Linked DNA regions of Mus musculus: region 1 is linked to region 2. A link is a contact called in public HiChIP or PLAC-seq data. All regions are on one chromosome and are shown on one strand. Each heading gives the region's core, a stretch centred on a gene start, on an enhancer-like site or on the middle of the called end of the contact. The rest is flanking DNA. Distances are from core to core; before and after follow the strand shown. Region 1 holds the start of E4f1 (E4F transcription factor 1). Region 2 holds the start of 9530082P21Rik (RIKEN cDNA 9530082P21 gene).

The links. HiChIP or PLAC-seq counts read pairs in DNA pulled down with a chosen protein or histone mark.
Region 1: a FOXA1 HiChIP or PLAC-seq map of pancreatic cancer cells shows a contact between it and region 2. The contact joins the promoter of E4f1 here to the promoter of 9530082P21Rik in region 2. A contact is called at or near these places in 1 of 39 promoter capture datasets (cranial neural crest) and 1 of 115 datasets of contacts at active chromatin or transcription factors (pancreatic cancer cells).

The regions. Positions count from the first base shown.
Region 1 is chr17:24,450,604-24,458,105 of GRCm38.p6, forward strand. It overlaps E4f1 (E4F transcription factor 1), which reads right to left and starts at 4,789. Exons shown (of 14, transcript NM_001301784.1): 1 at 4,532-4,789; 2 at 803-954. The coding sequence starts at 4,685.
Region 2 is chr17:23,745,873-23,752,789 of GRCm38.p6, forward strand. 9530082P21Rik (RIKEN cDNA 9530082P21 gene) reads left to right here and starts at 3,364. Exons shown (of 3, transcript NR_015472.2): 1 at 3,364-3,838; 2 at 3,929-4,227; 3 at 5,806-6,917. It also overlaps a transcript of Kremen2 not described here.

The DNA.
Region 1 (7,502 bases), core at 3,539-6,038, 710 kb after region 2:
GTATGTATGTATGTATACAACATGTGTGCCTACTACCCACAAAGGCCAGAAAGAGGGCATCAGAATCCACAGACCTGGAGTAGCAGATGGTTGTGAGCTGCCACACAAGTGCTGGGACTGAACTTGAGTTCTCTACAAGAGCAACAAGTGCTCTTAACCACTCAGTCATTACTCCAACCTCCTTTAAATTGTTATTTTGAATCGAAGTTGTCTAAGATAGCCTCAAACTAACACTGTAGCTCAAGTTGGCCTTAAACCTGAAATCCTTCTACATTAGCTGCCTCTGAAGCTGGGATCACAGAGCTATACTACCAGGCCTGGCCAGAGCCTCTTCTTCATTCTACCCACTAAGACTGACGAGAGAGCATCCATATCATAGGGAGCTGTCTAATTTAGTAAGACAGTGAGTACATCCACCATTGGGATCCAATCAAGTGGCTTATCTTCCTGGAGGTCCTAGTACCCAGTAGGGTCTACTGCAAGAGATCCCTGGGAACCATATGTACAGGACAGGAGATAAGGAAAAAGACAGAAGTTTCCATGATCTCTTAAGACACACACACACACACACACACACACACACCCTACAGCTATGTAGGCTGCTAAGGTTGAGCTATGTAGGCTGCTAAGGCCATGGAAAGCACTACGGCCCTCTTACTAGTATAGCCTGGTCTTCCCTCACTCACAGCCATGCATATCTGCCACTTGTCATAAACCAGCTGCACAGGTTGGTCAAAACACCCAGTTTCACAAATGAGCCAAACCAGAGGAGTGAGGATGGTACCAACTAGAATGGGCTCACCTCCTGGTCCAGCAGTGCAGTGGCAGCAGGGGTGGTGGGCAGGGCCTCCTGCGGGGCCCGATGGCAGGTCTTCTGAATCTTGTGCTGGACAAAGTCCTCCAAGGCAGTGAATTCCACTTGGCAGCGGCCACATCTGTGCACATCGTCCTCATCTGCAATAAGCCTTATGTCAAAGGGACTGTGGGCAATCAGGTCGTTATCCAGCTTCCCTTCAAGGCTGAGACAGGAGATACCCAAGGATGGCCTCAAACCAGAGTTGGTATGCCTGCTCACCCAGGAGCTACTGGAAACACACTGGAGGAACACAAATCCAAGGCTGGGGAAGTCTAGGGTCTAACCCCATCCTTTAGAGGTCTTCAGAAGCAAGGCCTCCCAGAGAGACCAGCATTCTCTACAGAGTTACCCTGACCACACATTTATCCTGCAAGGACACACTGAAGCTGTCCTATCCAAAGTTCCCACCCTCCAGCCCAGGAAGGGGAAGGCTCGGTGGCACAGGAACTTACCCAAGCAAGCTTGGAGACAGCAGAGGGGCCAAAATTAAAATTCCCAGGGAGCTGGGGATGTAGCTCAATGGTAGAGCACTTGCCTAGCATGTATAAGACCTCTGAATTTGGATCCCCAGAATTTAAAACATTTTAAGGACTGCTGGTGATTGAATGTGTAAGCATCTCACTTGCCATCCCAAAATTATTTCCACATCTTGAGAAGAATAAAGTGGGCTAATTAGTGTATCTGGTCCACAACAGGGACTTTTAGAAGGTTGATATCCACAAAGAACTACCTAATAGGCCAGCTTTTTAAAAACACAGAATAGCAGGAGCCCTCACTTATGACCAAACAATCTCACTATTTTGTATATGGTGCTGAAAACGAGCTTTGAACATGCTAAGCAAACATTCTACCATTGGGACACAACCACACCCTGCCTCATCCTTTCTCTCTTCTGATGCTACATTGTCCCCATTGGGTAGCATCCTGCTCAAGTCTACTCCAGGAATAAAGCAGTCCAAAGCAATTATACATCCCACATACACTGCATCTGGGGCCCTCACCAACAGGTCGAGACACTGCTCCTCACTAGCCCCTAATAGATAATAACTACATAAGAATTATTTGTGTAGCCGGGCAGTGGTGGCGCATGCCTTTAATGCCAGCACTTGGGAGGCAGAGGCAGGCAGATTTCTGAGTTCAAGGCCAGCCTGGTCTACAGAGTGAGTTCCAGGACTGCCAGGGCTATACAGAGAAACCATGTCTCGAAAAACAAAACAAAAATAATTGTTTTTGGGAGCTGGCTTAGTGGCTTAGTGGTTAAGAGAACTGGCTGCGCTTCCTGAGGACCCAGGTTCAATCCCCAGCACCCACATAACTCATACACATAGCTCTACATGGCCACAGCTGTCCTGAAATTCACTACTTAGAACCAGGATGGCTTGAACTCAGATGTGCCTGCCTCTGCCTCTGCCTCCTCAGTGCTGGTGTGCACCACCACTCCTGCCCTCTCCCCCTTTTGCTTTAAGAGTTATCTATTTTTACTTCATGTGTTGGTGTTTTGCCTGCATGTATGTCGGTACACTATATGTGTGGCTGGTGCCCACAAAGAACAAAAGAAGGTATCAGATCACCTGGAATTGGAGTTACAAACATTTACATTTGTTAACTACTGTATAAGTGCTAAGAATTGAACCCAGGTCCTCTGCAAGAGCAACAAGTACTTTTTTTTCTTTTTGAGACAGGGTTTCTCTGTGTAGCCCTGGCTGTCCTGGAACTCACTCTATAGACCAGACTGGCCACAAACTCAGAAATCCACCTGCCTCTGCCTCCCAAGTGCTGGGATTAAAGGCATGCACCACCATAGCTCAGCTGCAACAAGTACTCTTAGCTACTGAGCCATCCTTCCAACTTAGCACTTAAGAATTTAACCAAATCATGCCAGCATCCTGGGGAAAGAGATGACTTAGTTTATCCTAGAGAGATTACTAGGGTTCAAGGTCACTGAGCTGAGCCAGCCAGACTCAAGCTTCCAAAACAGTCTGTCTTGTTTCCACTGTCTTATAGTCAGTCCCACATCAAAGTCAAACCCAGCCTGGGACAAGGAGGAGTCAATGACAAATTAATGATCAAATAAAAGGTCAAACCCAAGCTATGACTGGCCCATAGGCCACCTGAAAGAGGGTGGTGCCCTCCACTCTGCTCACACAAACTAAACACCGAAGAGCCTTACCCCTCCCACCCCACTCATTTAGAGTCTGACTCAGCACCAAAATGTTGATACTCAAAGAGTCCCTGACCCAGAAAAGGACACACCTATCCCATTTCACACTAAGACCATAAACCAGAGGTTCTCAACAGGTGGGTCCCGACCCCTTGGGGTTGCTACCAAATATCTACATTACAAATCAGCACAGTAGCAAACTTGCGGTTATGAAGTAGCAACAAAACAACTTTCCGGTTGGGAGTTCCAGAATATAAGGAACTGTATTAAAGGATGGAAGTATTAGGAAGTCTGAGAACCAATGTCATAAGTAGACCCAAGAACCTACAAGCATATGCCTTTATCCCAGCAATGGGGAGACTGAGTCAGGACCATCTCTGTGAGTTCAAGGCCAGCCAAATCTACATAGTGAGACCCTGTCTTTAAAAAACAAAAACAAAAACCAGGAACTCAGCTGGATAGTGGTGGCTCATGCCTTTAATCCCAGCACTTGGGAAGCAGAGGCAAGCAGATTTTTGAGTTCGAGGCCAACCTGGTCTACAGAGTGAGTTCCAGGACAGCCAGAACTATACAAACACTGTCTCAAACAAACAAACAAACAAACAAACAAACAAAAAACCTAGAAACTCCAAAGAGTTCCCTGAGACGGTAACTGACTCTCTCCAAGCTGAAATAAGGGAAAAAAAAATTACAGTGGGACTGAGTTCTTTCATGACAAAGAGCAGCAATATACCAGTAATACTTGTCAAACCACTTCCTGTCTGATCAAATCTACAGCTCCGTGGAACTAATGCACAGGAGATACCCAAACCACCTCTAAAAAATATCAGCACCTAGAGACGTAATCCTTGGTGCCAACACAGCCCTCGGCATACAGACACGATTTTAACTCTTTGCCATACTCCTAGGAAAAATTAAAGGGTTTAAGAGAGGAGTTACAGCCCCGGCTCCAATCTGATCCTTGACAGGAACCAGATGGACGACCTTGAACCTCAATTATCTCCATCTCTGAAGTGAATAGTAGTAATGATAGTTCGCCTTTCGAGCTTGGTTTAAGTAATGGTACAAGTCGGATTGAGCGGGGGGTGTTCCGCACATTCTTGGAAGCGTTGCTCCACCCCGTAGGGAAGGCCCAGGTCCTCAGTGGGGCGGTGCCGCCTCCCCAGGTCAGGTCCCTAATCCCTGTCTGACAGAGCGGCCCCGCCTCCAGTCTCCAGCTCCGCCCGAACTAAGGCCCGAGTGGCAGAGGAGAAGCAGAAGCTAGGGCTGATGGGCGCTGAAGAGGAGCGAGCGATGTTTGTTTGGCCAGATCGACCCCAAGGGGCTGGAGAAATGGGCTCCCTGTGAGCCTCTGCATCTGGCCCAACGGGTTAGAGGCAGTCCGAAGGGAAACCTGTGAGAGTTGTGAAGGTTTACAGACACTCGAGTAGCCAGGATCCGGGCGAGACCGTACACCGCAGCCCGGACAGAGCCGCCCGCACCCCGGCCGCACCAGGCTTCGGTAGGCTCGTTACCTTCCTCGCTGAAGGGCGCTGGGAGCCCAAGGAAGCCGCCGGAGGACAAGGCCGCCGCCGCCGCAACCCCGCCCTCGCCCGCTTCACGCCCGGCTTCGGCCCGGGCTTCTGCCGTATGAGCGGCCGTCACCCGCACTGCCATCGCGCCCTCCATGTCGCAACGCGCCACAGGAAGATGGCGGATTTACGACCATGTCGTCATAACAACGGGCCGCACCGAGGGCTGCGTGTCCGACAGGCAGGGGGCGGGACAAAAACGAATTTGACGGACAGGCAAAAAGGCGGGGCTATGGGTTGCGGTCTAGCGCGTCAGTAGAGGTGGAGCTTGGCTCTTTGAGAGCCATCAGCGCCAGACATCAGGGCGGAAGTGGGCGTGGCTTGTGTTAAATTGGCAGGACTTGGTCCAAAGTGAACTATCCGTGGAGTAAGAACTCTCCCTTTCTCTCACTTTTTTAAAAAAAGATTTATTTACTTTATGTATATGAGTACATGTACAGCTGGTTGTGAGCCTTCATATGGTTGTTGGGAATTGAATTTTTAGGACCTCTGCTTGCTCCGGTTGCTCTGGTTGCCCCACTTGCTCAGGTCAACTCCACTTGCTCAGTCCCTGCTCGCTCAGGCCTAAAGATTTATTCATTAAGTACACTGTAGCTATCTTCAGACGCATCAGAAGAGGGCGTCAGATCTCTTTACAGGTGGTTGTGAGCCACCATGTGGTTGCTGGAATTTGAACTCAGGACCTTCAAAAGAGCAGTCAGTGTTCTTAACCGCTGAGCCATCTCTCCAACCCCTTCTCTCACTTTTTTGTTTTGTTTTTTTAATGTAGTATGGTTTGTCTGCATACATGTCTGTGCACCACGTGCATGCCTAGCGCCCGTGGGGCCCAGAAGAGGGTGTCTGACCTGGAACTGGAATTACAGATGAAGTTACATGTAGGTGTTGGGAAATGAACCTAGATACACAGCCAATGTGTTCTTAGCCGCCCAGAGAATCTGAACTCTTTAGGGTTGCTACCCAATATAGAATCCTGGACTCAGACCTGGGTTGCAATGTCAGAATTTCCTGGGCATGAGAAAGAACTCCATTTGGAGATAGTTCGAGTGCTCCTTTCCAAAGACTTTTTTTGTAAAGATTTATTTTATGTATAGGAGTACACTGTAGCTGTACAGATGGTTGTGAGCCTTCATGTGGTTGTTGGATATTGAATTTAGGACCTCTGCTTGCTCTAGTCAACCTCGCTCATTCAGTCTGTACTCACTCTGGCCCAAAGATTATTTATTATAAGTACACTGTAGCTGTCTTCAGACACAACAAAAGAGGGCGTCAGATCTCATTACAGGTGGTTGTGAGCCACCATGTGGTTGCTGGGATTTGAACTCAGGACCTTCAGAACAGTCAGTGCTCTTACCCACTGAGCCAGCGAGCCAGCCCCAAGACTTTTATTCGGTATATGAAAAGTATTGAAAAGTATACATAAAAGTGACCATTTGTGACATTTAGTACACCGACTGAGTTGAGCGCTTATCACCAAAATTGGTTAACTGATTGGTTCATTGGTCGATTTGAGACAGGGTCTGGCTTTGTAGCTCCCTGTGGCCAGTAACTCGGTGGCCCCGGTAACTTGGTGCTGGGAATATGCCTGACTTAGTTCTAGAACATTTTCATCATCAAAACCTGTACTGACTGTAGCTCATTTTGGTAGCCAGCTCACCTATCAAGCACAAAATGAATAAAATAAAATAAAAAATGAACAGAGTATCTCAGGTTAATCCCAACATTTGGGGGATGATCCTTAGCTAAATAGGGAGTTCAAAGCCAGCCTAAGACATAAGAGAAGGGGGAGAAGAGAGAGAAACAGAAAGTGAGTTATTGAATAATATTGAAATGCATCGTATAAACAATGCATTTATATTTCATTTACAGTCAACTTGTATCTATCATTTTGGCTAATATAAAGTGTTGCTCTGAACATTCTTGTATAATTTGCTTTTATATTTTTGTATTGTTTCCAAGTCCCTTTTATTTATTTTTATTTCTTTATTTTCCTTCTCACTCTGGCCCCACTTGCTCTGGCCCAAAGATTGATTGATTTATTTATTTATTTATTTATTTATTTATTTATTTATTTATTTATTTATTATATGTAAGTACACTGTAGCTGACTTCAGACACACCAGAAGAGGGCATCAGATCTCATTAGAGGTGGTTGTGAGTCACCATGTGGTTGCTAGAATTTGAACTCAGGACCTTCAGAAGAGCAGTCAGTGCTCTTACCCGCCTAGCCATCTTTCCAGCAGGCCCTGGAAGGGATTTTTTATAAACTCAGTCATGGGCCGAAAGGGTGGCTCATGGGTCAAGAGCACTTAATGCTCTTGCAAAAGACCAGAGTTTGGTTCCTAGCTCCCATATAGTGGTTGACAATTGCCTGTAACTTCAATTTCAGGGTATCTGATGCTCTCTTCTGACGTCTGTTGGCACATACACTCAGACATTCTGGGAAGTGAACTCAGCACCTCTGGAAGAGCAGTCAGTGCTCTTAACCGCTGAGCCATCTCTCCAGCCTTTATTTTTATTTTTAAGTAGCTTCTTGAAACTATTGCTGGGTTAATTCTCTTAAGGTAGCGATCATCCCATGAGATGGCTGCCAACTGTCACCAAGCCAAGCAACCTGAGTTTGATCCCCAGAACCCACAAAGAGGAAGATGGCCTCTAAACTTCACATGCACCCTGTGGCAAACAAGCACCCATACACATATGCAACACTTGCCGGGCAGTGGTGGTGCACGCCTTTAGTCCCAGCACTTGGGAGGTAGAGGCAGGCGGATTTCTGAGTTCGAGGCCAGCCTTGTCTACAGAGTGAGTTCCAGGACATCCAGGGCTATACAGGGAAACACTGTCTCCAAAAACCAAAAAACAAAACAAAACATATGCAACACTCACTTGCATATACAAAAGTGCACGCATTCGTGTA
Region 2 (6,917 bases), core at 2,114-4,613:
GCAGCTGGTGTCTGGGGAGGAAGGCAGCTGCGCCCCCGGTTCCAGCCCGCCCCCTCTCCCGTTTCCATTTCTTCCACTCCCTAGGACCCCAGCCCAGGCTCTCCGGAGCCTTGCCTTGGCGGAATTCCCCAAGCGGTGCCCCCCACCTGGAGGGGAGGGGGAGGGGAGCAGGCCCAGGCAAGCGTGGGGGGAAATTCCCCGCCCCCTCCCCCTGAGCCCGACTCCTCCGAGTCCTCTGATCTCCCAGTGCTGCCCCGGGGCTTGGGGGGAGGCCAGCGCAGGTGCGTGGGAGGGCGGGGGCGGGGACCCGGGGAGGGAGATGGGGGGGTGGGGGACTCTAGGCAGCCCTACCCTGTCCAGACCCCTTGCCCATCAGACCAGCCTGCCCACCCTTTACTAACTAACCTCTGTATACCTTGGACCCAGGTTGACTTGACCCAGCTCTGACCGTCCTGAGAGCGTTTGCCACCTAACACACGTCCTGAAGCAGATGGAGAAACAAGATTCACAGGGAGCATTCTGAGAGGCCCAAGTGTACGTGGCAGAGATCAAAGATTAGCTGTGGGAGCCCTACAGTTGTGTAGCTGGCGCCCCATGCGAAGGTTCTTGGGGCTACCACAAGTTGCGAGGGGGTGGAGGGAGTGCGATAGAGGTGGGGTATTCCAAGGAGACGGACTTGCTTTAGGTTGTAGGCTAGTGAGTGGCGCCTCCTCTGGCAGCTCGCTCAGCAGCCAAGATGAGGATCCAGCCGGGAGTCCCCCTCTTGTACTGACTCTACCAGAGCCCTCCAGATATCTAACAAGGACACTCCAAGAAGACCTGTCTGTCCTTCCCTTTCCACCGGAGGGCAAAAATGAATGTTGAAGCTCTGTAGTTTTCCCCTCACGTTTTATGTGAGGGTCAGTCCAGTGGAGGAAGAAGCGAAGAACACAAGTGAATGTCCATGATCTCATGCATGGCAGAGTTGGCCAACGAACAGTGGGCCTTAAAACAACTCTCCAGAGTTTAGGATGGATCTGCCCAGTCCTGTCTCCTGCAAAGGGACAAGGGAGAGAGATGGTATTCAGTTACCAGGCTGGGGACACTGAGTGGAAAGAGGAAGTGTGTTCCTGCCACAAGTTCCAGTCTGGGGTGGCTGAGGAACCTTTGAAAAGTAAGACAGGCCACATGCCCCGCACCACTAACACACACACTTCCCCAGCATTCCACACTCAGCCCTGTGCAGGCAGCAGCTTGTCAGCATTCCCATGGCCCTAGGGGAACATTTGCACCTCCCCATTCTGCAGGTCCATGAACTGGGGCTCAGAGGCCTTTGGCAACTATGGGCTCACTAGCTAGTCAGTGTTGGAGCCTGGTTTCAAGTAGAGTCTGCTCTAGGTGCTGGGCACTGACACCGTTGTTCCTATCACATCTTTGGGGTTCTCTAACTCCACAGAACCATGTGGCTAGGGAGGGACACCAGGTAGCTCTCTCTCTCTCTCTCTCTCTCTCTCTCTTTCTTTCTCTTGTTCTTTCTTTCTTTCTTTCTTTCTTTTTGTTTTTATTTATTTTTTTATTTTTTTCCAGTCAGGGTTTCTCTGTGTATCCCTGACTGTCCTGGAACTCACTTTGTAGACCAGGCTGGCTTTGAACTCAGAAATCCACCTGCCTCTGCCTCCCGAGTGCTGGGATTAAAGGCGTGTGCCACCACACCCAACAGCTCTCTCTTTAGAAAAAAAAATTATATATTTTTAGACAGGGTCTTACTTGTAGCCCTGCTGGACTAGAGCTTGCCATAATAGACCATGTTGGACTGGAACTCACAGTATTCCCCTGCCTCTGCCCCCTGCATGACAGAATTAAAAGTGTTGGCCACCATGCCCACCTTCTAGTTCTCTTTGTCCAGGACCATAAGTCCCATTACTTTCCCCACACCTCCACTGAGAGCTGCGATCCCACTGCAGGCTCCCTGGGAGAGCTTTTTCACAGCTGGAGAAACCAAAGTACTGAAAGTTAGTATAGGGTCACAGTGCCTAAGACCCTGACCCTGGTGAACAAAGAAGCTTCCTGATCTGTCACTACCTGCACATACTTGTTATGTGGCGACAGCAGAGAGACAAGAACAGAAAACTTGGACATGAGGGTGGGTGGCCTTTGCTTGTATTTCCTTGGAAGCACATGATATCAGGTTTGTCCAGCTCAAGGTGTGTGTGTGTGTGTGTGTGTGTAGAGAGAGACATTGGGTGGCATTACCCCAGGACATTTCCCAGGGTGCATTTGAGCCCATCAGAGTGAGGGTAGATGCCAATGCAGACTCAGCAAAAGGAACCCCACAATTCTCAGTTGGATATCCGGGTCTCTCAGCGGTGGCACGTGGTGTTCTGCATGCATGCCTGCTTTCACACTTCCCCTCCCCCACCTCAGAGTCTGCTTGTCTTTCTCACTTCCCGATAATTACACCTTCCTCTCTGAATCACACCTTCCTTGGTCATAGGTCATAAGTAAGACGTTGTGTAGGTGCCATTTGATGCTTTGGGTCTCAAAAGCCTACTGCTATACCATGTCCGTTTCCTCTGTCTGCACCACCACCTGGCCAACTGTGAGAGAGAGGGCTGCCTCAGTGTACTTCAGTGAGAAGTGAGAGGGCTGCCTCGGCTGCCTCAGTGTACGACGCTCACCTTTTTTTTTTTTAAAAAGATTTATTTATTTTATGTATATGGGTACACTGTAGCCGAACAGATGACTGTGAGCCATCATATGGTTGTTGGGAATTGAATTTTTAGGACCTCTGTCTGCTCCAGTCAACTCTGATCACTCAGTTCCTGCTCGCTCCAGCCCAAAGACTTTTATTATTATACATAAGTACACTCACTGTAGCTGTCGTCAGATCCCTTTGTCGGGTGGTTGTGAGCCACCATGTGGTTGCTGGGATTTGAAATCAGGAACTTCAGAAGGGCAGTCAGTGCTCTTACCCGCTGAGCCATATCACCAGTCCCACACTCACCTTCATTGTAACATAAGCTGCTGCTGGCTTGTCATAAGTGCTCACAGCCTGTCGGGGCTAGGGAACACTCAGCCATGGATACCCATGACTTTGTTCATCTAAATTTCTTGAGCTTCCTCTGCCTCAGTTTCCCTACTGGGATGCCACAGTTGGGGAAATATGTGTCCAGCAGTTTTGCAAGTCTTGCCTCTGGGAGGCACAGAGGGTAGCTACCTTTGCTATTTACATCTGCCTCCAGCCTCTAGGGGGTGCTAGAGAACTGTTTCCAGAGAACTCTCGGTGATTTATTGGAATTTGCCATTCTGGACTAGGTTGGTAATTCTGAGAGGTGGAGTCAGTTTGTCTGCTCCAGCCATAAAATTCTTCTGGAGGGGCCTCTCAGGAAGGGCGGCTACTGACCTGGGGCTATGGGTTATGCTGGTTCTTCGTTGCCCCTCCCTCACAGGAGGCCTGGGAAGGAAAGGTTTCACTTTCGAAGGATGAGATGGCTAAACAGAAAGGCCCTGTCCAGTCATTTGCAATCAGACTTCGCCTGGTGGTTGCTACACTGACTGACTTGAGGGGGTGTCAGGGGTGTGGGGACCTCTGGGAAGAAGATCCTGGAGACCCAACAGTAGTTGGTGAGGAACCACCATGACTTGGTTTCAGAGTCCGCTGGTTTGGAGCAGAAAGGTAGGAACTGTATCCTGCCCATTCTCTCGTCCTGCTTCCCCAGACCTCTGACTCTGTCTTCTCTTTCCGCAGGAAAATTACGGCACCAGCTGGGAGCTGCAAATGCCTGTGGGGGTCCCAGTTGCTGCTGGTGTCCTGGCCCTCCTGGCCCTCCTGGCGTTGGCTTACCATTGTCTCAAAGAGGTACCTTCCTTCTCCTGACTCCATGCCTCTGCCCACAGCCATCTCCTTAGAACCTTCTCCTCTCTTTCTCATGACTCTCTCTGTGCCCAGGCCTGGAGGTCCAGATGCCAGCAGCCCTTGCCATGAGGGCTGGAGGTGTCCTCAAACTGGAGAGAGCTACAGCTTGTCTTCATCCACAGCCCGGGTCAGGGCCAGCTGGCGACCCTCTCTTCAGAGCCTCATGGCCCTCTACAGCCTTCCCTACTGTCCCTCTGAAGACCCTACTGGTACCAGGACAGCCCCTCGGCTTTGGGTCTGAAGAGACCTCCGTGTTTCAGAGGAGGTCGTGGTATTGGCCAAGCACCCTGCACCTGTTAATGTGGATGAAGGATTGAATCCATGGGAGGAGGGTAATGTGGGGTGAGGGCTGGATCCTCATCCCTCGGGTGTCAGGCATGAGGGAGGGGACACACTAGCAGAACTGTCTGTTGTCTCTGGGTTGTGGCATCAAGGCTTTCTCTCCCCAGAGTCACCTCAAGAAGTCAAGGCCCTGGTTACTCCATCTTAGCAGTAGCCTGTTCCTCTGGGGGTGCGGTAGGGGTGACACTGTGACCCAAAGGGGAGCCATGGACTAGAAGCAAAAGCACAAGGCCCTCGCGAGTGGCCAATGAATGTCTCAGCAGGCAGAGGAAGCTATGTCTGACCTCCACTCCCCAAATCTCTGTCATTGCCCAGGCAGAGCTTTGGGGTCTCATGTCCCAGCTGGCTCCTTCCTGGGACCATGGCAAGGGCCACTGCAATCTCACCCTTTGTAGTCCCTGAGTTCTCTTGGCTGAGCCCAGGCACCAGAGAAGGCAGGGCCTACTGAAGCACATCAGGGGTCCCTGGCTGGTGAGCAGTAAGCCTGTGGAACTTTCTGGGTCAGGACACTGCTGCAGGCCCCCTGTGTCCACTGTGACCTGGACTCCTGAGATCACCCAGGATCACCTCATTATTTTTTTGCTGAGCTTCCCTGGGTCAGGGAGGGTGAATTAGTAATGGCAGGTTAGTTAGGCCATGGCAAGTCGAATCTGAAAGTGATTCCTGCCCCTGCTGATGCACAGGCTCACCAGCCAGTTCTCTGGAGTGTAGACGTAACCCTGCATGCACCAACACTCTTCTCTGACTATGTCACACTGTGTGGAGATGGTGGAGGGATTGATGCAGATTAATTATAGTCTCTAATTAATTAAACTGTCTCTGAGTTAAGTAAGAGATGGGGACAGGAACACTGGTGCATGCCTGTGGTCTAAGCTAAATGTGGCAGGTTGAGGCAGCAGAATGACTTGGGTCTAGGACTCAAGGTCAGCCTGGATAACAAAGCACTGCCTGGCCTTAACTCTCAGTGGGGTCTGCTATGTAGCTCAGGCAGGCGTGCAAATTGTTAGGTAGCCCCATCGGGCCTCATCTGAGATCCTCATACCTTGATTCCCTGAGTACTGGGACTATAGGCACATAGAATTTGAGACCTTGATTCTCAAAAACAAAAAAAACAAAAACAAAAACAAAAACAAAAAACAAACAAAAAAGATGCTGGTGATGAACCTAGAGGGCCTGATTTGGCCAGTGAACTGTCTGGAGTCTAGATTTCTGCCCATAGCTGCACAGGAGAGGATGAGCTACCAGCCTTAGTTAGGGGCTGCCACTTTGATTGAAGCTGTGTGTGCCTCCAGGCAAAGGACACTGTTCAGACCTCCCAGAGACCTGGTTCACCAAAGGCATGAGCTAATAACAGGGAGTGTTTGGCAGCTGATCTTGGTAAATTGTTCAAAGCAGTAGTGTGTGTTGGACAGGACAGGCTGGTGGGCTTGGGGGCAGTGTGGAGTGAGACCAGCGTGGACAGGGCACAAGTGTCTAGGGCTGCAGGAAAGCGTGCCAAGCCTCTAATACCCTCCTGTTTGGCAGGGGCCTCTGCCATGGTCAGGAAGGTCACACTGAGTCTATTACAGTCCTGCAGAATAAGAACAAGATTGGTCTCCCTGGAGTACTGGATATCTTCCCGAGCAAGAGGCTGTAGGCTGAGGCAAGTGGAGGAAGGCCTAAAGACCAAGTGGGCCCTGGAGACATCCTTAAGTACATCTCTGGTGTCTGGTCCTTAAGTGAGGTAATCACACCTGACACACACAGCCAGGGAGAGGACCCCATGGCAGGAACTGTGGAGTCTGCACTGGCGGGCTGAGGAGGGGCCTGAGGAGAAGTGGGTGTGGAAGCCTCCCGTTGCAAGGTGAGTAGTTGGTCTCCAGGTGAGATGGAAGTAGAGGGATGGAAATGTATATTAAATCCCACAGTTGCTGGGCAGTGGTGGCACATCCTTAACGCCAGCTCTCAGGAGGCAGAGGTAGGTGGATTTCAGTTTTAGGCCAGGTTGGTCTACAGAGTAAGTTTCAGGACAGCTACCTAGAAGGAGGACTACACAGAGAAACCATGTTTCATAAACCCAAATCAAACCCCACCATCGAGTTTTTACTTGAAATCCTTTCTCTCTACCTGGTGCTGAGATTACAGACATGTGCCCCAGAGGTGCTGGGAATCTGACTCAGGTCCTTATAGCTATGTAGTAAGCACTTTACTAAGTGGGCCGTTTCCCCAGCCTTCAGACTGTCTTTTTTTGACTGGAGACAAATCTCAGGTGGAGGCCCAGGATGGCTGGTAATCAGAGCCAGTTAATGACGAAGATGAAAAGTGGGGAGTTGCCTGCCCAGGAGGTGCCCAGCGTCTCAAGAGGCAAACCTGGCCTTTGCTTGGGATACCACTTTCATCTGTGGCTCTCACTTGGGGTACCGCTTCCATTTGTGGCTCACTTGGGGCACTGCTTCCATTTGTGGCTCACTATAACTCATTCTCATGAGCTCAGAAGAACTCAAGCTGAGAGGTAGTACATGGCCCACTCTTCAAGCCTTCCCCAGGGCTGGGGATAGCTCCTCAGCAGGTCCCCTCCAAGTCTTGATCTAGGCCAAGCAAACACCATTGCCCATGAGTTACCAACCAAATCCACAATGTCCCCAGCACTTGGCAGGCGGTATGTGGTTTGTGGCAGCGCAGACTATTACTGACACACAGC